2 separate regions of the Sus scrofa genome follow, and region 1 is linked to region 2. A link is a contact called in public Hi-C data. All regions are on one chromosome and are shown on one strand. Each heading gives the region's core, a stretch centred on a gene start, on an enhancer-like site or on the middle of the called end of the contact. The rest is flanking DNA. Distances are from core to core; before and after follow the strand shown.

Region 1 (3,104 bases), core at 547-3,046, 71 kb before region 2:
GGTAGATTACCTAAGCTCAAGAAAAGAACGTCTGTGTTTTCAGGAAAAGTTGCTTTTATACATCAGTATGCTTTGGGAAGCAGTGTGTAATCAGTGAGCATCAATGAATCTGTGACTTAGTACACCAAGAACTGTGGACTTAACTGTCTTCCCAAAATCTGTATGTTGAAGCCCTAACCCTCAATGTAATGGAATTTGGAGCTGGGACCTTTGGGAGGTAAATAGGCTTAGATGAGGTCAGGAGAGCTTGCTCTTTTGCTCATGTGAGGACACAGTGAGGCAGCCATCTGCAAGCTAGGAAGAAAGATCTCATCAGAATCTGACCTGCTGATGCTGAGCTCAGACTGCCAGTCTCCAGAACTGTAAGAAATTTCTGTTGTTTAAGCCATCCAGTCGATGTTATTTCATTATTGCACCCCGAGCTACCTGATACCAGCGCAAGGCATGGAAGGGACCTAAGCCAATAGATACACTATAGGAAAGCAAATAAATCCTTAGGCTTGTAAAGACCTGTTTGCAACAATAACAGTATAAGATGCAAGTCAATAGTGAAATGACTGGACTCATTCCCTTCACCAATTAAGTCCACTTGGGTCTCTTTAAGAAAGAGGAAGACATCTCAGTGGTTAATGAATCCGACTAGGAACCATGAGGTTTCAGGTTCGATCCCTGGGTTAAGGATCCGGAGCTGCCGTGAGCTGTGGTGTAGGTCACAGACATGGCTCGGATCCCCGTTGCTGTGGCTCTGGTGTAGTCCGGCGGCCACAGCTCCGATTAGACCCCTAGCTGGGAAGGAACCTCCATATGCTGCAGAAGTGGTCCTAGAAATGGCAAAAAGACAAAAAAAAAAAAAAAAAAAAAAAAAAAAAAAAAAAAAAGGAGGAAGACATAAGTTCTTAAGAATTTCAAAGTATTTTACTTCTTTCAAGGAGGCACTGAATGCTTAAACACCTAAGAGGAAAAAACATTCTGACCATTTTTGTACCCCACATTTGCGGAGCAGGTCGTATCTGTTACATTAGCTCTTTAGCCAAGCTGCTTTACTTTTGAAGTATTTGCAGAATAGGTTGCGGTATCCACAAAGTCCTTTTCGGACTTTTTTTTATGGAGCCATGATTAGTGTTAGTTGATTTCGGGTACATCAGCACCTTAGCCAAACAAGATCTGACACTTTTGTTCATATTCACCGCGTTCGTACCATCAAGCAGCTCTGGAGTGGAACAGGGATCTCTGTGTTTCCTAAGACTGTCCGTCCCATGAATCCCACAGTCCAGGTGAAGCTCTTCATCGGCTTCTGTTTAGATTTGGAAGAGGAACAGAACATTCCAAAAAAAAAGTGTCAGGTACAGCGCATATGACACTTCCCTAATTCCGGATTCCAGCCCTGAGGGCTCTGTTTTCTGTCAGAACGTGCCATCTCTAGGCCAAACCAAGATCAGAAATGCAATCTCTACAAGAAGAAATCCCTGCATTCAAAGCTCCCAATTCGCCAGCCCCGGTACCGTCCCAGCGAAAAGAAAATACAATTGCGGGCCCTGGGCAGTGACGCACTTCCGGCGCGCTGCGGAGTCCCGACGCCTAGGCGGCCCGGGAGACCTGGAGGCGGGCCCTGAAGTGGGAGGGGGGCTCCTGGAGGCTTTGGGCGCTGGCTGTGAGCTTGTGGCGGGAGCAGAGATCTCGGGCGGGGCCGCTTCCCCCGGAGCGAACCAGTAGGGAAGCGGGGGCGGGGCCGGGCCGGCGCGGGGCCTCCTGACTTCCCCAGGGCGGTCGCTGACGCGCCTGGCAGCTCCCTGAATCGCTTTCGGTGCGGGAGCTGTGGCGACTGGCCCCTGCAGCTGCCCTCCTCGCTTCTCCTCCTCTGAGGCTCCGACCTCGGCAGCCCTTACGGCCCTTGGCGTCTCCACTGGCGCCACCGTCAGACCCGCGGGCCGCGGTGCCCATGAGAACGCGGGCCCCGCCGCCGCCTTTGCGGCGTCTCCGTAGTCCCGAAGCGCCCCGAGCCGGCGGGGGCATGGACGCGGCATGAACGCGGAGCCGCCACCCGAGCCACAGAAGACGGCGGCGTCGGAGCCCGAGGTGGGAGCCATGCCGGAGAAGCGCGCGGGTGCGCGGTCCCCTGGCGGCAGCACGGTGAGCGCGGGCACGGAGTCGCACCGCATTGCTTAGCCCGAAGCCCAGAGTCAGGGGAGGTGGGGCGGGGTGGCGGCCGGAGTCCTGGGACGCCTCGGGCGGGGCGGGGCGGGGGCCTGGGTACCCTGGAGGTGAGGAGACGCTGACCTGTCTCGGCTCTGGGCAGGAGCTCTGGTTCTTGGAAAGCCTGTCCTTTTCCCGAGTCAGGTAGCCGATTTCAACACTACTAGGCTTTCTTAGCGCTGCTCATCGTTAGACAGAAATTTAGGCGACTTAGTTATTGTTTCAAAAGACACACGACGTGGGATCGTGAATATAAGTAATCTGATTCTTTTAGAATCCTCTCTAGGTGTGACAGTAGATAGTATTTTCATGGTGCACTTCTGGCTTGAGCCTACCTAGAAGATAGGTAGAGAGCCTTTAGAACCGTCCTTGGGCCCTGGACCGGGAAGTTGGGCAGCGCCTTCCTGTTCCTTCATGGTTCCCTAGGCGGTCGCAGAAGCAGTTGGTGAGCAGGATTTCAGAGGAAAGCTGAGGATCCCAGGGCTCGGCTGAGGAGCGTGTTGAGGGAGGCCAATCTCTTTTTTTCTAATTTCACGTGAGATTCAGATGCTTCCGAAGCACTGGTTTAATTGGCCTGGATTCGGCGTAACAGGCTTTGTCAGTGGCGCTTTGGTGTATGCATATGCATAAGTCTGTCGTTTCTTAAAGATTTTTTTTTTTTTTTTTGGCCTGGTAAGGACAGGAAATATAAAAACGTTACAGTGAATAGAAACTAATGTCAGGGAGACTTTTTTATGGAAAAATAGAAATTTTAGGAAAATTATGTGCAATCGGCTTCAAATTTTATGTATTGTTTAGCTTATGTATTTTAATTTGCTTTTAAAAATGCTAAATGATGTTAAAGACCCCCTCCTGCCCAAGGGACTTCTTTTTTTCTTTTTTTTCCGGCTTTGCCAGTGGCCTGTCGACGT
Region 2 (3,142 bases), core at 468-2,967:
AATCTTTGCATGTGACTGTCTGATTGTTCTAGCACCATTTGTTGAAAAAAATAAAACCTTTTTTTGGCCACTCTGTGGCATATGGAAGTTCCTCAGCCAGGGATCAAACCCCACTCCATAGCAGCGACCCAAGCCACTGCAGTGGTAATGCAGGATCCTTAACCTTGTACACCACAAGAGGACTCCCACATGCAAAAATAAATAAATGTAGACACAAACCTTATACTTCTCATAAATATTAACTCAAAATGGATAATAGGAGTTCCCACTGTGGCACAGTGGGTTAAGAATCTGACTGCAGCGGCTTGGGTCACTGCAAAGTCGCAGGTTTGATCCCTAGCCCCATGCAGCAGGTTAAAGGATCTGGCATTGCAGCAGCTGTGGTGTAGGTCGAAGCTGTGGCTCAGATTCAATTCCTGGCCCAGGAACTTCCATATGCCATGGGTGTGGCCATTTAAAAAAATAAAAGGATCATAAACTTAAAATGCAAACCTTATAAGACTTCTAGAAAATAACACGCTTCTAGAGAATGTCTAAGTGACCTCGAGTTTAGCAATGAGTTTTTAGATAACATCAAAAGCACAATCCATGAATGAACAAAGATGATCAGTTGAATCCATCAAAGTTAAAAACTTCTGCTCTATGAAAATGAAAAGGGCAGAGACTGAGAGAAAATATTTGCAAAAGACAAACCTACCAAAGAAGTTTTATCTAAAATACATAAATCGCTATTAAAATTTAACATCTTCAAAAAGGAATATACACTGATGGCAAATAGGAATATAAAAAGAACCCCAGTATCAGGTGTTATTACAGAATTGCAAATTATGAGATATCATTCCACTTCTGGAATGAACAAAATCCAAATCACTGACAACACCTACAGCTATGAGGATGGGGAGCAAGAGAACTTTCATTCATTGCTGGTGAGAATGCAAAATGATACACCCACTTTTGGGTGATAGATTGGGAGTGTTATAAAGCTGAACATAATCTCCACCATACAAGCCAGGTTAGTAATTGATCACAGTTATAAATTGATAACACTTTCCTTATTCGGGGTTGTATGTATTTTCAAGTATTACTTGTGTAATTTTGAATAGCTAGCTTACTCCCTCCCTCTCCCTCTCCTGTTCACAAAATTTACCCTTTTATGTAATACTGCTTCCATCTTGTAGTTTTTTTCTATTTCACAGTGGAATTCATAACAGTTGTACCTTCACTTCTCTTGGCAGCTGTGTTTTAAAAGGAACACTTCTTGAGTGGCCATAAACCCTCCCTAACCCTCCTCCACCACCTCCCCACCCCCACCTGCACGTCTTCTCCTGAATGTTAAAAAGAAATTCAAACATTCGGAAAAACAGAAATAGTAAAACAAGCATCATATACACCTATTACACGACTTAACAATTCTTAACCTACTGCCATATTTGCTTCCTCAAACTGTTCTGCTTAATTTTTAAAAAGTAAATTCCACCGGAGTTCCTATTGTGACTCAGCAGGTTAAGAACACGGACTAGTATCCACGAGGATGTGGGCTCCATCCCTGGATTCGCTCAGTGTTGCCCTGAGAGCTGCATAGGTGGCAGATGCCGCCCACCTCCCGCCTGGCTGTGCATGGGCGGCTGATTAGACCCTAGCCTGGGAACTTACATGTGCCACAGATGCGACCCTAAAAATGGAAAAAAAAAAAGTAAATTATAAATACATGATTTCATAACTGCAAATATTTCAGTATGTAGCTTTAAAAAATAAGATCAATTTCCTATATCGTCCGAATATTATGGCACTATCCAAAATAATGGTAATTTTCCTTAGTAATTCTTAAATCTAGTCCATATTCGTGTTTCCCAAATTGCTGTCTCTGGCTCTGTTATTTTTTTCCAACCAAGATCTGATGGAAAAAAATACTTTGCAATATGTTATATCATAACTTTTAAGTCTGAACCCATTCCTGAGAAGAGTCGCCAGCGATCAGGTCCAACTTCAAGACTTCTAGCTTTCTAACTTTACCTCCTACGGTCTCAAGGATTTATGGGAAATGTAGTCTTGAATATTGCCCGCCCGCCGCTCAGCACTCCGGGAAAGGGTCCTCGGAGCTCATTCTGCGCATGGGAACATCGAGCCCCTCCTACTCCCCTCCGCCTCCTGGGACTGAAAAAGAGATCTCGGCCATTTGGGGTCGGTGCTGGAGCCGAGGCTGCTATCCGGAGGTGAGAGCCCCGGGATCTGGCTCTACGCGGCGTGGGGTCCTGCTAGGTCAGGTAGCTTGTGTCCGGGGAACCGGAGCAGGAAATCCCGGGACCCTCCGGGCGGGCCAGTCCCTCTCCCAGACCCCTAGTCCGGGCAGGTCCTGCCCCGCCTGCTCCAAGGGCGCAGGTAGGGCCGAAGCCTTGTCCCGAGGAGATGTATTTGGTGCCGGCCCGGTGCAAGGATCGCAAGCAACAGGAGAAGAATGCACCTTATAACGTTCACCATGAACATGTGCAGTTTTTCTGAGAATTAAAAAAGGTGTCTTCTGCAAAACATTTTGTCAAGTGATTGTAATCATCACTGTGTAAGCTTCTATCATAAGACTTTTTTCCCTTTGGTATTTCCCTTAACCCTCATAGCAGGTCTGCTTGTCTTTATAAACATGCCATTTTTTTTTTTTAAAGTGAAAGTAATTTCATGTGGGCGGAATGATATATCCCGGGACACAAGCTGGAGGGTGAGAAGTAGGATGCAAATACGAATAGATTTTTCTTTGTATCTCTTGCTCTTCCTAATATCCTCCCTGCCCCGACTCAGAATTGCAACCTTTGGAGATCATGGCAGCCTGTCCCCAAATTCCAGAGACATGATTGTAAAATGCATGCTGACAGAATCTTGCCATGTGGGAAATATATACTGGGGTTTGTGGATTCTCTCCAGAGCTCCTGGACAGAGCTGTAGTGAAACGGCCAGGCCATCTCGATTTTCAAAACACAGTCTGATCATCTAATGCAGTGCTGGCCAATAGAAAGATAAAGCAAAATTAATTAAAAATTTTTTAGTAGCCACAGTAAAAAGAAGAAAAGGTGAGGTTAATTTCACTAATATATTTAATTCAGTACAGCCAAAATATTATTTTGACCTGGGCCACTAATCTACACTTCAGGTG

What was found. Hi-C and Micro-C count contacts between places; a contact is called where the count stands out from the background.
Region 1: a contact with region 2 is called in a Hi-C map of skeletal muscle, with 3 times the contacts expected there. The contact joins the promoter of MFSD14B here to the promoter of ZNF658 in region 2. A contact is called at or near these places in 1 of 5 promoter capture datasets (liver), 5 of 47 Hi-C or Micro-C datasets (heart right ventricle, liver and skeletal muscle) and 2 of 2 datasets of contacts at active chromatin or transcription factors (alveolar macrophages and skeletal muscle).

What each region holds. Positions count from the first base shown.
Region 1 is chr10:38,888,095-38,891,198 of Sscrofa11.1, reverse strand. MFSD14B (major facilitator superfamily domain containing 14B) reads left to right here and starts at 1,796. Exons shown (of 12, transcript NM_001243400.1): 1 at 1,796-2,130. The coding sequence starts at 2,023.
Region 2 is chr10:38,817,034-38,820,175 of Sscrofa11.1, reverse strand. ZNF658 (zinc finger protein 658) reads left to right here and starts at 1,717. Exons shown (of 5, transcript XM_021064707.1): 1 at 1,717-2,213.